2 separate regions of the Mus musculus genome follow, and region 2 is linked to region 1. The links are chromatin contacts, called in public HiChIP or PLAC-seq maps. All regions are on one chromosome and are shown on one strand. Each heading gives the region's core, a stretch centred on a gene start, on an enhancer-like site or on the middle of the called end of the contact. The rest is flanking DNA. Distances are from core to core; before and after follow the strand shown. Region 1 holds the start of Rida (reactive intermediate imine deaminase A homolog). Region 2 overlaps Vps13b (vacuolar protein sorting 13B).

Evidence for each region. HiChIP or PLAC-seq counts read pairs in DNA pulled down with a chosen protein or histone mark.
Region 2: a contact with region 1 is called in an H3K27ac HiChIP or PLAC-seq map of extraembryonic endoderm stem cells, with 5 times the contacts expected there. The contact joins the enhancer-like site here to the promoter of Rida in region 1. A contact is called at or near these places in 3 of 39 promoter capture datasets (frontonasal cranial neural crest, hippocampal neurons and pre-B cells) and 3 of 115 datasets of contacts at active chromatin or transcription factors (bone marrow-derived macrophages, extraembryonic endoderm stem cells and pro-B cells).

The regions. Positions count from the first base shown.
Region 1 is chr15:34,492,539-34,499,358 of GRCm38.p6, forward strand. Rida (reactive intermediate imine deaminase A homolog) reads right to left here and starts at 2,708. Exons shown (of 6, transcript NM_008287.3): 1 at 2,515-2,708. The coding sequence starts at 2,579. Pop1 (processing of precursor 1, ribonuclease P/MRP family, (S. cerevisiae)) reads left to right here and starts at 2,773. Exons shown (of 16, transcript NM_026340.3): 1 at 2,773-2,877; 2 at 6,751-6,820. The coding sequence starts at 6,753.
Region 2 is chr15:35,613,597-35,620,372 of GRCm38.p6, forward strand. Vps13b (vacuolar protein sorting 13B) reads left to right here. Exons shown (of 62, transcript NM_177151.4): 24 at 4,002-4,222. Among named protein-coding and RNA genes, the nearest start is that of Mir599, 44 kb to the right of the region's middle. Within about 2 kb of position 1,950, at least 4 of the 459 cell types and tissues checked have an H3K27ac peak or open chromatin away from gene starts, as enhancers often do. A contact at or near this core is called in extraembryonic endoderm stem cells, where this site is marked.

The sequences.
Region 1 (6,820 bases), core at 1,458-3,957:
GGACAACAAATGAAATCATTCAGATTGAGCCCTGGAGTCCACTACACTTTCAAATTGTATTAAATTACTTAGTGGAGTGACCTTGGCAAATTATTCAACTTAGTATATGACAGCTCTCACATCTGAAAAATGGAGTTGTAGCTGGGCGCTGGTGGTACACACCCAGGGCCTCATACATGTTCAGCATGGTCTTTTACTGAGCTATATCCATCCTCGGCCAGAAAGACATTGAAATTATTATGACTATTTATGTGCACGTGTATAAGTCCACCACCTGTGCACATACCCATGGAGGCCAGAAGATCCTCTGGGTCCTTTGGAGCTAGAGTTACAGATGGGAGTGAATGGACTAATATGGGTGCTGGGAACCAAACTTGGCTTCCTGAAGAGCAGAAAGTGCTCTTAAGTGCCGAGTCATCTCTCCAGCCCCAGCCAGAAACACTTTAACAAAGGGAGCAGGCTCAAGGTTTTGAGCCAACTGCAGTATGCTCATAGAGTTTTGGAATTAATACTTTTTATTTGAGTTATTTTTAAAAATAGTTACTTTCTATTGTATTGTTTTCTATTTAGAGTATTTTGATAATGTTTTCTTTTAAAATTAATTTAAGTGAAAGTAAGTCATTTCAATGAAAATGTTATAAAACACCAGGTATACAGTTTGGGAGAAAAAAAAAAAGGTCAATTGAAAACTATCTCATCCAAATCTCTACATTCTGTATTCTTTTACCTCTGTGTCCTCTGGAGGAATGTCAGTCTGTAACTAATTAACTATGATGAGTCAAACTTCCTAACACTATTAAAAGTGGAAAAACAGAAAACCCAACATTTAAAGTTTAACCGGACTACCTTATTTGGGGAGCTTCTTCAAAACTTTTTTTCTTTCTCTGCTCCAAATCAGAATCAGTTTTCCTCCCTTTCATTTGGTTTCTCATCCCATTAAGTTCCATCTCCAATCCTATTATAATAATTACTGCTTTGACACATGGGACTGTTATTTCTCTTGATATTAAGGGAGCTAGGGTTTGAGTTCAAGCCAAGATGTCACTTGCACACTGTATTTCCTTGAAAAGATTGACCTTGAGCTGTCCTTTTGTAAAATGGAGAGACAACTTAAAGGTAGTTAGTTGTCATAGTGCCTGTCATGTAACATTTGCTACATTACTGCTTCTTTTCCTTTTATAGGTGAAGGCCTATGTCGGATTACTTCTTACACATTTTTGAATCAGCTAAATACTTGGCATGCACTACACATCTTCTACAGTACTAATGTTGCAGCCGAAGAAAATCTTCAGTTTTGATTGACAGCAAAGAGACACTGTGTCAGAAATGACTTTTTCAAAAGGAATTGGCTCTAGATACGTTTTAGTGAAGACTTAGAAGTTAGAGAGGAGAAAGTTATATAAGATACAATACAGTGATTTTTAAAGCTGAGGTATTTTGAGGAACAAGGTTTTAAGTTAAGTGTGCTGGTCTTCACGTCAGCACTAGGAATGCTCAAACAGGAGAACAGCAGGTTCTAGGTTAGTCTGAGCTACAAAGTTAGTCTGTCCTTCATAGCACCCACAGAAGGAAGTGAAAAGAAAGTACCATTTCTATTTAAAAGCACTTCTGGTAAGCAGAGATAAATGCCAAAGGGTAGTTTTTATTTTTCCAGTACATATATGGTTAGCTCTAGTATATAGGATAATCTCAGAAGATCACCTTTGGTGTTACTTGCATTTGATATTAGTGGTAAATAGGCATGGATAAACCATTCATAAGCATCATTGCATTCCTACACGTTATAGAAGCCAGAGACTAGGATAGACATACAGGTATTTGCTGAGTACTGTCCAAATGAGACAAGCATATCTTGTAAATTAAGAAAGGGTTAGATCAAACTTCATGCTAGTAAAAGAAGCCTGTCACAGAGGACCAAACAGTGTATTATACTTTTTATAGCAAACGTCTTTAACAGATAAACCCTATAGTGATGGAGAGGAAATAAATGGGTGGTTGTAAGGAGCTGGGGAAAGATGCCATGTGGAATAAATGCTAATGGTATAAACCTTATTTTAGGTTGGATGTAAATGTTTTGAGAATAGAAAGTGATGATGGCTACACAACTTTTGGGCATAGTAAAAGCCACTGAATTGAACCCACTAACAGAATGAGAATTCTATGGGTTGTTTATTCTATCTTAATAAAATTGTTACAAAAACCAAAACTAGAAGCCACCAAGACGAAAGGCAAGGGGGTTGGGGTGATGCCACTTCTAACCAGAGAAAGCATGTAGCAAGCTCGCCTTCGGGGCCCCGGCAGCTCCAGATGGGGGCAAGATCTTAGGAGTGCAAGTTTCTGGTAGCACCAGGGCTCCCCCATTCTCTGAGGGATTTGGATACACTGTACTCTTTCTGAACTTAGTTTCTTCGCGCGTTCTAAGACTCTCTTTTGCTCGGACCAGCAGGGGCCAAAGCTCCAAACTTGCAACACTGCACCTACCTGGTCCTTCAGAGCTACAGTAAAAAACATTACCTGTAGGGACCAATGGCCGCCGGGGCTTTTGTGGTGCTGATCACCTTTCTGATTATGGACGACATGCTAATCCTTCCCTCTTGAAGACCCTCCAGAAGAAGAAACGATGGTAAGTAACTACACCCACTCTTGTCCACTGACCAGACAGCCCTAGGCAAAAGAGTTTTAGTTCAGGGACAGCCCCGTGCGAATTCGCACGGCCCGATGGGAATTGTAGTTTACAAGCGACTCCGGGACACGTGGAGGAAGAAGCCGTGCTGCGCACGCGCCCTCAGCCCGCTCGCTCACCCTCTGTGGTGGGAGCTTCTAGGGATCTCAGAACCTTGTCATTCTTACCGGCGAAGCCCTCGGAACTTTTGGCAGGTTGGTGGTGAGGCACTAATGCTTAGCCGGGGCCGCCAGCTCGCGGGGGCCTCGCGTGGGGGCTTGCCCACAGTGGCGGCTTCGGCTTGCGGCGCTTTTCACTTGGGGAGGTCCATGCTGCCCGGGCGGGCCCTCTTGCAGTCCAGAGCCTCAGGCTCCTGTGCTCGTTTTTATGCTTATCGTTGCCCTGCCAGGCGGAATCCCCTCTGGGAATGCGCTTGTATCCCTTTCTGGGTACCGTAAAGGACAGGGATGGGTCATTCCGGGGAACCAAGCAGAGGTGTGGGTTGTCTGCCTTTCGCCATCCCGTGCTTCCTTTCTATGCATGATCGCCTCAAGATTTGAGCAGACCGGGGTCTGCTTTCCGGAGGCGAGTCATCTTCTCCTAGCTCACGACTTCAGCTTTCTCACTAACGAACCTGGGTAGATAAGAAGATGTACTAATTAGTAACTGATAATATATCATAAGGAAGTATATTTAAAACAATTCTTTAGTGTAGCTGGTATAATTTTGCCTTTTGAGAAAGATAAAAACTAATTTTTACTCTCTAAATAGATGTGTGTATGTTTATTTTTTCATAAATACGAGTTTTGGTAGAGTATTTGATACTGCAAGACATAAAGCATCTAAAGTGGTTTTGTTTGTTTGTTTGTTTGTTTTGTTTTTGTTTGTTTGTTTTTTGAGAGGGTTTCTCTGGATAGCCCTGGCTGTCCTGGAAATCACTTTGTAGACCAGGCTGGCCTCGAACTCAGAAATCTACCTGCCTCTGCCTCCCGAGTGCTGGGATTAAAAGCGTGGGCCCCCACGCCCGGCTTTTTTTTTTTTTTTTTAGAGCTGATTTGTTGTTTGATTTTTATAATAGTCAGTGATGAGATGCTATTTTGCCTAAATATGTAGTACAGTCGGAACTATAATTAGGGCCAGTTGTTGGAAAAGTCTATCTCAATCCCAAATCCAAATTAATGATTTAAAAAATATAAAATTTAACCCAGCAACTCAATTTCAAACTAGTTTTTTAAATCAAACAATGCAGCCCAGCACAATCCAAAGACGTGCGGCATGAGAACAATTTAAAGAGAAATTTAGGCCTGTTTTTATATCATTGTTTCCTTTTTTTTCTTTTTCTTTATTTAATGTACGAGTGCTCTGCTGCATATATATCTGCCTGCCTGAAGAGGATATCAGATCCCCCTATAGATGTTTTGTGAGCCACCACGTGGTTGCTGGGAATTGAACTCATGACCTCTGGAAGAGCAGCCAGTGCTCTTAGCCTCTGAGCCATCTCACCAGCCTGTATAACATTGTTTCTTAAGAGCATAAACCTGTATGTACAGTAAGAACACTGGGTTCATAACTTGCCTGGGATCTTGGCTGAGCTGTTTCAGGCAGTATTTGTTGGTGTTGTATGGTGTGTAAGCATGGGATGTCACTGCTGAACTGTGGCTGTAGTGACGTCTAGGTAGAGCACTGCCAGAAACACTTTGGATTCATTACACATTTGACTTCTGAATTGTTCTTGCTAGATTTTTCATCACCTCACATTCAGCTACATGACCCTATATGGGGTTGTGATCCCCAACTGGAGAAGCTCTGAGGCTACCTACAGTTCTCATGCTGTGTCAGAAGGAGCGTAGTTGCGGGCTAAATGTTTCTTACCTTGTTAACGTTTGCTTTATAGTCAAAGTTCATGTATGTGTGGATATGAATATCCAATACTTGTGTTGTTTTGATCCTGTACTTTGTTTATGGTAGTCTGCTAAGTGCAGTGTGACAATAAGAAAGGTCAGACCTGTGACCCTCTGTCAACATGCACTGTAAGAAATCCTCTTGATTCCCTGTCATCTTGTCCTGTGTAATGCTGAGGGACTGCTTCCGTGCTTCAAGAATGGTGAGATCCTTTTTCTTGGTTTAGGGCTTCATGCTGGAATACACGAGCTTCCTGCTTGGACTCCACAGCCTATTTGGTTCCATCTTCTTCCTATGTTCCTCTTCTAGTCCTCCTGAGTTTTGATTCCTGTTGTTCACACGGTAGATTCCTAAACAAAAATTACAGCTGACATTTTCTTACTGGCTTTCCCTGAGGTTGCACAGTTTCCCTGTATAGAATATTTCATTTGTGCTTTTAGTCTCCAATTGTTTTGAGTTTTAGGAGTAGTGAATGGAGCTGAGCCTGGATGGAATCTCAGAATGCTTACCAGATTGGGGAATTTTCTCACTAGTGGCTTGGTTACCTTTTCTTTGAGGCACAAGAATAACCTACTTTCTTTGCTGTTATCTACATAAAGTTTATGTGTTGGTAGAATATTCTAATATTAAGGAATTGAAATGCAGGCTTGGTAACTGCTTCTCTGAGTTTTTCTTATTTCAGTATCTCCATGGTGCACGTTTTAGCCTGGACTCCATCAGCAAAAGAATTAATGGCTGTTGTATGGGGTGAAGGCTTCCAGGGCCTGTCTCAGGCTTTATGAATTATGCCAAGTGCCTATGTTGGTCCCTTGTTGACATGAACATCCATTAGGTTCAAAATCTTCATTTCAGACTGTTATCTAGTGTAGTTGTGGAAAAACACATACAGACATACATATTGTTTTATTAACATAACTTCTCAAGTCTTTATGTTACATAGTGTAGGGTATTGTTAAAAGTTACATCTCTAGTCAGCCATATTATGAATTTTGTTTTGAAAAAGAAAACAAGTGTTTCACGTTGACTCAATGAATAATGAGGGTGTTGGTCCAGGTGTGGGGACTCCTAAGTAAACCCATCAGGTTCTCTCTGCACCCATCCTTTATGTGATTCACTTGAAGTGAAGTCGTGAGTGAAAATACCAGTAATTTATCTTCAGTTTGGACTCAAATATTTTACTTATAATTTATCCCGGTCTTTTTATTTCAGCCAAGAACCAAGATAAAGCGTTATAAGTAATTTAATTTTAGTGATCTTACCTCATTTTATGCATCATTAGCGATTATATGTAGTTTAATTATTCGGCAGTGCAAAATCTGCCAGTTGGGATAGTTCCATGAAGAAACTCTGTTCCTTTATTTTTTGAGACAAAAACTGTGAAGTCCAAGATGGCCTGGAACTTGATGTGTAGCCTAGGTTGGCCTCAACCTCAAAGATTTCCTTCTGCCCAGCCCCCAGCTCTATCCTGACGGCTGGGTTTATAAGCATGCAACAGCACTTTCTTTTGAGATGAGTGACTTTATTGAAATCTCTTTTTTGGGGATTCCTGCTATAGATTAATATGGTAACATTTTGGTATCATCAAACATTGAGTTATATAAATATTTATTAAAGTTATTATTATTATTATTTTACCTTTCTTGTTTATCTGTGTTGGAGGTTAGGAGTATACCTTGATGGGCATGTAGTTGTCAGAAGACAACTTTTGGGAGTAGGCGCTCTCCTTGCATTGTGTAGGTCTCAGGATTGAGTTCAGGTTTAGTGGCAATTGCCTTTACCTGCTGAGTCATATTACTGGCTCATTTTAAAATTGTATTCTTTGTTGTGTTTTGAAATAGGGTCTGTCAGGTAGGTCTGGCTGACCTCATGCTATGTAGCTAAAGGATGACCTTGAACTCAAGAGCCTCCTGCCTTTGCTTTCCAGATGCTGATGCGAGCACCCACACCTGGCAATTCTTTTTTTTTTTTTTTTTTTTTTTTGGTGTTTTGAGACAGTTTCTCTGTATAGCCCTGGCTGTCCTGGAACTTACTTTGTAGACCAGGCTGGCCTCAAACTCAGAAATTCACCTGCCTCTGCCTCCTGAGTGCTGGGATTAGAGGCATGTACCACCGCGCCCGGCAACAATTCATTATTTTTGAAGTGAAAGTTTTCTCTTCCTCTATTAAGTGTATTGCTTTCTTTCTAGAAATGTCTAATGCAAAGGAAAGAAAACATGCTAAGAAAATGAGAAACCAGCCCAGTAACGTGACTCTGTC
Region 2 (6,776 bases), core at 700-3,199, 1.1 Mb after region 1:
GTGTAAATATTTTCTCCCAATCTGTGGCATGTGTTTTCAACTCTTCTTTAGCACATCATAAAATTTTAAGTCCATTGGCAGCTAACTCATTAGCTCTTTCTTTCATGAACTGCTTCTTTGGGTTGTGTGAGATCTATGTTTTAAACATGTGCATTTATGGATATGTACTTTCCCACTTAGCATTGGATGGATTCCAAGTACTGTCAGATGTTCCTATCATTTTCCTTTGATTCTTGAAATAAAAATGTGTTTTTTTTAATGATTGCCAAGGCAACATTCTTATAAAAAATTGTATATACATAGAAGAAAATAGGTCACTCTATCGTAACCACTCTGACATTTAAGATTTCAACCCAGTTTTCTTAATATTGTGTGACAGATACATTGATACATATATGGATGCTCCTTATTGTGTGAAGGTATACAATACACAAATATGACAGTGTAGAATGCTGCAGTTTTCAGACTTGGATTTAGCTTTCTTTTGTTCTCCCCAATTTATTTGAATATTTCATAAAGGTAATATTCTGGAAATCCATTCCATCTTAAAGTAAGTGCACATTTCAAGTTCATTTCCACTTTAATGTTAAAAATCTGTGCTAAGTCTTTCATCTTATTTTAAGACTTTCTCCCTTTTGGAAATATTTTTGTCCTGGTTACTAGAAAGCTAGTCAAGTGATCCTAGGGAATGTATTTGTGGTATTAGAAATGTTGGTAAACTCTAAGGACAATGACAGATCATTAGCGGTATATTATAGAAATAGAATGCATTAGCACAGTTGGTGAAAATACAGCAGAACATGATTAGCCCTGTGATAACTTTGTTTTCCTAAGATAGTTCAAAGCAAGTGTTCACTGCTATTCTCCCTCTATCCTTCCCTACCTCTCCCCTTCCTCCTCCCTCCCTCCTCTGTGTATGTGTGTATGTTTGTGTGTGTGTGTGTGTGTGTGTGTCTGTCTGTCTGTCTGTCTGTCTGTCTCTTACTTTGATGTAGGGCCTCACGATTGTAGCCCTGGTTCTCCAGGAACTTGCTGTGTTGACCAGCTTGGTTTCATACGATCTGAAGAGAAACCAGAGTATGACCAGCTTGGTTTCAAATTCACAAAGATCTGCTAGTCTCTGTGTGCTGAGTGTCAGATTTAAAGGAGTGCCCTGTCATGTCCTTCTACTGCTTTCATTCACACACACACACACACACACACACACACACACACACACACACACACACACAATATTACTACAAGGAATTGTAGATACAGAATTCAACAATTTTAAGATAGTTTTATTTTAAAACTGACCATTACCAATGATACAGTTGAGCATAATATGTCAATCATCCCAAAGTTGCAATTATTCTTTTTCTACCTCTTGGCACAAGCAAACACTGACCTGCTTTTTTCCCCCGTAACATTGTCTGCTCTGGATATTTTAATAAACTAGAATCATACAGTATACAGTCTTTTACTTCTGACATTACTCACCCAGTATAACAGATTTTTGAGATCCTCACATCACGTGGTATATATTAGCATATTCTTTGTATTTGCATTGACAAGGAAAGTCCAATTGTGCATTTATGTTGTTATGCCCAAGTTGCAGGTATCTGAAGACTACCAAGGAGTCAGTTCAATTGTAGAACTCATAAAGGTCTTTAATGAGCTTGTGAGCAAGCTCTCTCAGACTCTCACCATAGCACCTGGTCAGAGTGAGAGCCCAAGTCTATTGTGGTAACAGCAGACTTAGGGGTTTTTCATTATGGGTCAACAAGTTAATATTTTTAAAACTGCATTTCTGGTGTAATCTACACAAACCGAACAGGACTACAAAACCTCCTGATGAGCAGCATGGCTAAGTTATCTATTCTCTTCGGGAAGTCTTCAGTTATCTCTATGTACTGTGATCCCACCATTGTATCCTGACTGGCTGTTGCTAAGGGGAGTGGATTGCCATAGGATGTTTGCTTTTGTGGACTTTGTGATTTTCTTCAGGGAATTGGAGTTTAGCTGCTGGTCTTATGCAAATTGGGTTTGTTAAAAACACAGAGTTGATTGGGCTTGACAATGTCACATCTCCTTTCTGTTTGCCAGTTGGTATTGGTTGCAGTGGTAACAGTTCTTGCCTTTGCTGTGCTTTTATGACCATGGAGGTGTGCATATACTCTTGTGAAAGAATACCATACACATGTATTTCTTTCCCTTGTAGATGGCATTAATACTATTTTATTTTTGAGTTCCTTAGTATATTTGCTAGAACTCTTCAAGTGTCCTATAGAGAGTGGACATACTTACTTTTTTTTCTAATCCTTGGAGAATGTGTACAGTTACTCAATATAGAGTATGATGATAGCTATAACTTAAATGTTCGTTTTGGGGGTAGATACCAGTGATCCTCAAGGTTCAGTTTAACTCACTCTTTGCATGTTTGGGCCTTGTTTGTTTGTAGACTGAAAGTACAAGGCAGGGCCTGAGCACTCACAGGGAAGGAACAAAGGCCAGAGTTCCCAGCAGGCTAAAGACATCCTACTAGGTAGTCTCTCATGTTTCCTCGCATGCATGTTGGGAATTTTTTCTAAGAGTGCCAGTGTCAACTGTGACGTTTTTAACAAATTTAAATGTGATCTTGTTCCATAATCATCACTTAGTATTTGTTAGAATAAAGTTTGGAAACACATACAAATATACCTATTTATTTAAAGTGAGAATCTGAAATCATTCCAAGTACAGGAGATGATGGTGGCAGAGGTTTAATTTTGTAAACAGCATAGAATTTGATACAGGTTTAAAAATTAGTTTAAAATCAGTTACAGATGATTTAAAGTACTCATTTTTTTCCTTAGTAGGAAAATATTATATCTGGAACAGGCAAGGTGTGCAGGGCGGACCATGTCCTACTATGAAATTATTGTTTCTAGCCAAGTTACCAACTACCCTCTACCTGTATTTATTATATTACCTAAACTCCCAATTTCAGAGTTTCCTGGTTTAGATATTTTGAATGTTCACATTTATCATATATGTATATGGTATTTGATGGAACATTAATATCCACTATGTATGAATATCCACTATTTTTCACTATATATCCACTATTTATTATATATATATATATATATATATATATAGTAGATAGTAAATGTTCCATATATATATATATATATGGAACATTTACTATCTACTATAGTGGCAAAGAGGGTGTTAGGACTTCTATTTCTGTTTTTATTTCTTGTATTTAACATTCTTCTTATGCTTATAATGTATGAAAGGTATAGAAGTATATATAGTAATTACAAATATATATATGTGTGTGTATATATCTATATCTATATCTATATCTATATCTATATCTATATATACCAGAATAATGAATTTTCAATATTCCAATTGGAATTATATCCGTCTACTTTACCTATAATACAGTATAAAATTCTAAGATGTTATATAGTCTATGCTTCTACTTATAAATACATTGCACATTAGATAAATTACTAGAACAGTAAAAGAAATATTTTTCTTTCAGTTATGATATTTATGAATGCTAAATTTTTAGTCAAGCCTGCATCCTTTAAAATATATCTCATGTGCTTTGAGAGCCACACAAGGAATATGTAGAAATATGCCTGATTTCCATCCACAGAATTTCTGACTAAGTACTTCTAACATAGCACCAGAAGCCTGATTCATTAGCATGCTCCATCACCATTAATTCTGGTGTGAGTTGCCACCACACAAAAACATCCATATTATTCTCCTCTCTCATTTCATAGCCAGGTTTCTTCTTATGCTTACAATGTATGAAAAGTATAGAAGTATATTATAGTAACTACAAATACTAAAGTTAAATTATTTAAGTAGCATGTAAATCATTTACTACCTTAGTCTCTGAGATCCTACCTTTGTTATGTTGTGCTATATTTCAGATTGAAATTTTAAATAATTTTTTATTTGTATTCATTAATTGTGTAATTTTGTTGGTCTCATTTTTCTGTTTTGTTCCCTTATAGGTGATGCATTTCCTTGGACCATAAGCTTGCATCATTTCAGCATATATACCCTTCTTGGAAAGCAAGTGACTCTTTCCCTTGTGGAGCCTATGGGATGTACCTCTACTCTAGCAGTCACATCTCAAAAGCTGCTTCCTGTGGGACCCGATGGAAGGCATTCATTTGTTGTCTGTCTTCATGTTGACTTAGAGTCATTAGAGATAAAATGCTCTAATCCCCAGGTTGGTACACTTCATTCTAAATGCTAAATTTTTTTTAATGTTTATTTGTTTTATTAAAAGACTTCTCTTCCTTTAAATACCCTACCTTTTTGTCCTTAAACCTTGCCATCAACATTGCGATGATTAGATGAAGAATGGCTTTAAAATTCTATCAAGTTTTATAGTAAGAATTGTATTGATGAATATATAAATTCATCTTTTGGCTGGTGGAATAAAATCAGTTATAGATGTGCTGGTTTGAAATTCTGAGGAACTATTTCTTTTATTGTTGGGCTGGAGGATGTACTTAAGTGACCAAATATAATTTTTAATCAGATTCTCAGAGCCCCCTTTCAAATCTTGCTCATTTACACCTAAAGAGAACACTTATTAAAAGTTGCCACTTCCATAACATTTCAGCTGTGATATGCCAGTCACGTTGTATTCTGCCTCATTACAATTACTATGAATTCATATCACCTGGTTTTGTGTACATCATTAATTATCATAAAATTTACATTTTTAACTTCAAATATACTATTGTATATTTTCCACATAGTCAATGTTGAATCCTATTTTAAAAATAATCTCCTGTAGCATATTATTGAATCTGATCGGCCAATGGTCATAAATTCATAGTACATATATCTATTCCAGCTTTAATAGTTATCAACCAGGCCAGATTTTGAAGTATTTAAAAAAATTAATTTCCACTATCATTCCATATTATAGAAGTTCCTTTCCAGTACAATGCAGCTCTCCCCACCTGCCTCTTTTTAAACATTCACCCATCCATCCATACATGATCTATCTATCTATCTATCTATCTATCTATCTATCTATCTATCTATTTATCTATCAACCATCTGTCTATTTATCATCATCTATCTATCTATCATCTGTCTATTTATTGAGGTGTTTATAGGAGTTATTTCTGTCCTTTAAGCATGTGGGTATTGAAAATGAAATTCAGGTTATCGGTCTTGGTTGCAAGTTTCTTTATGCACAAAATCATGCTGTGGATACTCTCTCTACTTCTTTCTGTTATATGCTATATAATTTGGTTTCATAGTGTTGTTTTTTACCACGCTAGTTGGCTGCGTGAACCTGGGAGAGCAGGGACTAAAAATGAGGCTGACTACTACAGTATCATGCAGCAGCCAAGTTTATTCAGAGCATCAGGCAGTTTATACTCTGAGGGTTAAGAAGAGTCACCGGAGTAAAGTGTGTAATCACAAGGACAAGACACACATGGCAAAAACATGTTTTCTTACAGAGGCATATAAACAAAAAACAACTGAAATAGACTCCCCTATACCTGGGAGGATCAGGCAAACACATTCCAAGAATTCCAAGAATGTCTGTGTTTTTTTGATGAAACTGAGGTCAAAAGACTCATGTTAAAACAAGCACTCAGAACTCCCCTCCATGACTCCATGCTTGGACTGTGTTCCAGCAGTGCTATAGAGAATTCTGACCATCTCTTAGGTTGCTATTAGAATGCTAGTGCTATTGGCTGCTTTAAAATCCTTGTAAGAGTAAAAGAAACTGTTAAATTATGTCCCTTGGGGCAGGGTGGAGTGGGATGTTGTCCTATCCCTCTTTATCTTTGAATGTGATCTTGCATCTAGTAAAAGTGTCCAGAGGAGAAAAAAGAAGCCGTTAGAATGAGCACTAATTAAGTCCACTTAAAAAGCAAGGTTTGAGGCCAGGCGTGGTGGCGCACGCCTTTAATCCCAGCACTTGGGAGGCAGAGGCAGGTGGATTTCTGAGTTCGAGGCCAACCTGGTCTACAGAGCGAGTTCCAGGACAGCCAGGGCTACACAGAGAAACCCTGTCTTGAAAAACCAAAAAAAAAAAAAAAAAACCAAAAAACAAAAAAAAAAACAAACCAAGAGAGGTTTGGATACAGATACCTATATATAGGCAGACAGTAATGTGAGGGTCTGTGGAACAAGTGCTGTGCGTTTGTGGGAGCAGAACTTTGAAAGTGCAGATACAGACCTTACGACACTCAGGTCTCAGATTCTACTCTGTCTCAGATGGTATATTACAGTGCTGATACAATGATTTATTCATATGTGACACAAACATTTCTTTTTTGTCTTAAGGCACCATTGATGGCACCTGGTTCCTTAAGTTCTACAAAATAGAACAGGAAAGAACAGATTCAGCTTTTCTCAAAGAGTTTCCTGGCTTTCCATCACCATGACAATAGTCTAGATAAGACAAAATAAAATACAACAATTTTTAAAAGTGATGATGCTTGGCTTGACCTAAGAGTAAGAGCCTGGTACTGTGTCACTTCTCAAACTCTGGAATTAATTCCTTTTCTCTTCCTAAACAGGGAACTGTCTTCTTATTACTCTTTTCTTGTTGCTCAGAGTTTGTACATAGCTGACTTGGGCAACTCTTTCTTTCTTCTCTGTACCCTACCTACTCCTTTTATAAAATCAGGCATTTTTGTCCTCAGCTGGTTCCTTGATCTTTATATAGACAGATTAGGTGTTAGATAAAGTCATGAGCGTGAGTGTCCATTTCCTGTTCTAGAACACAGTAGACATCCATTTCCTAT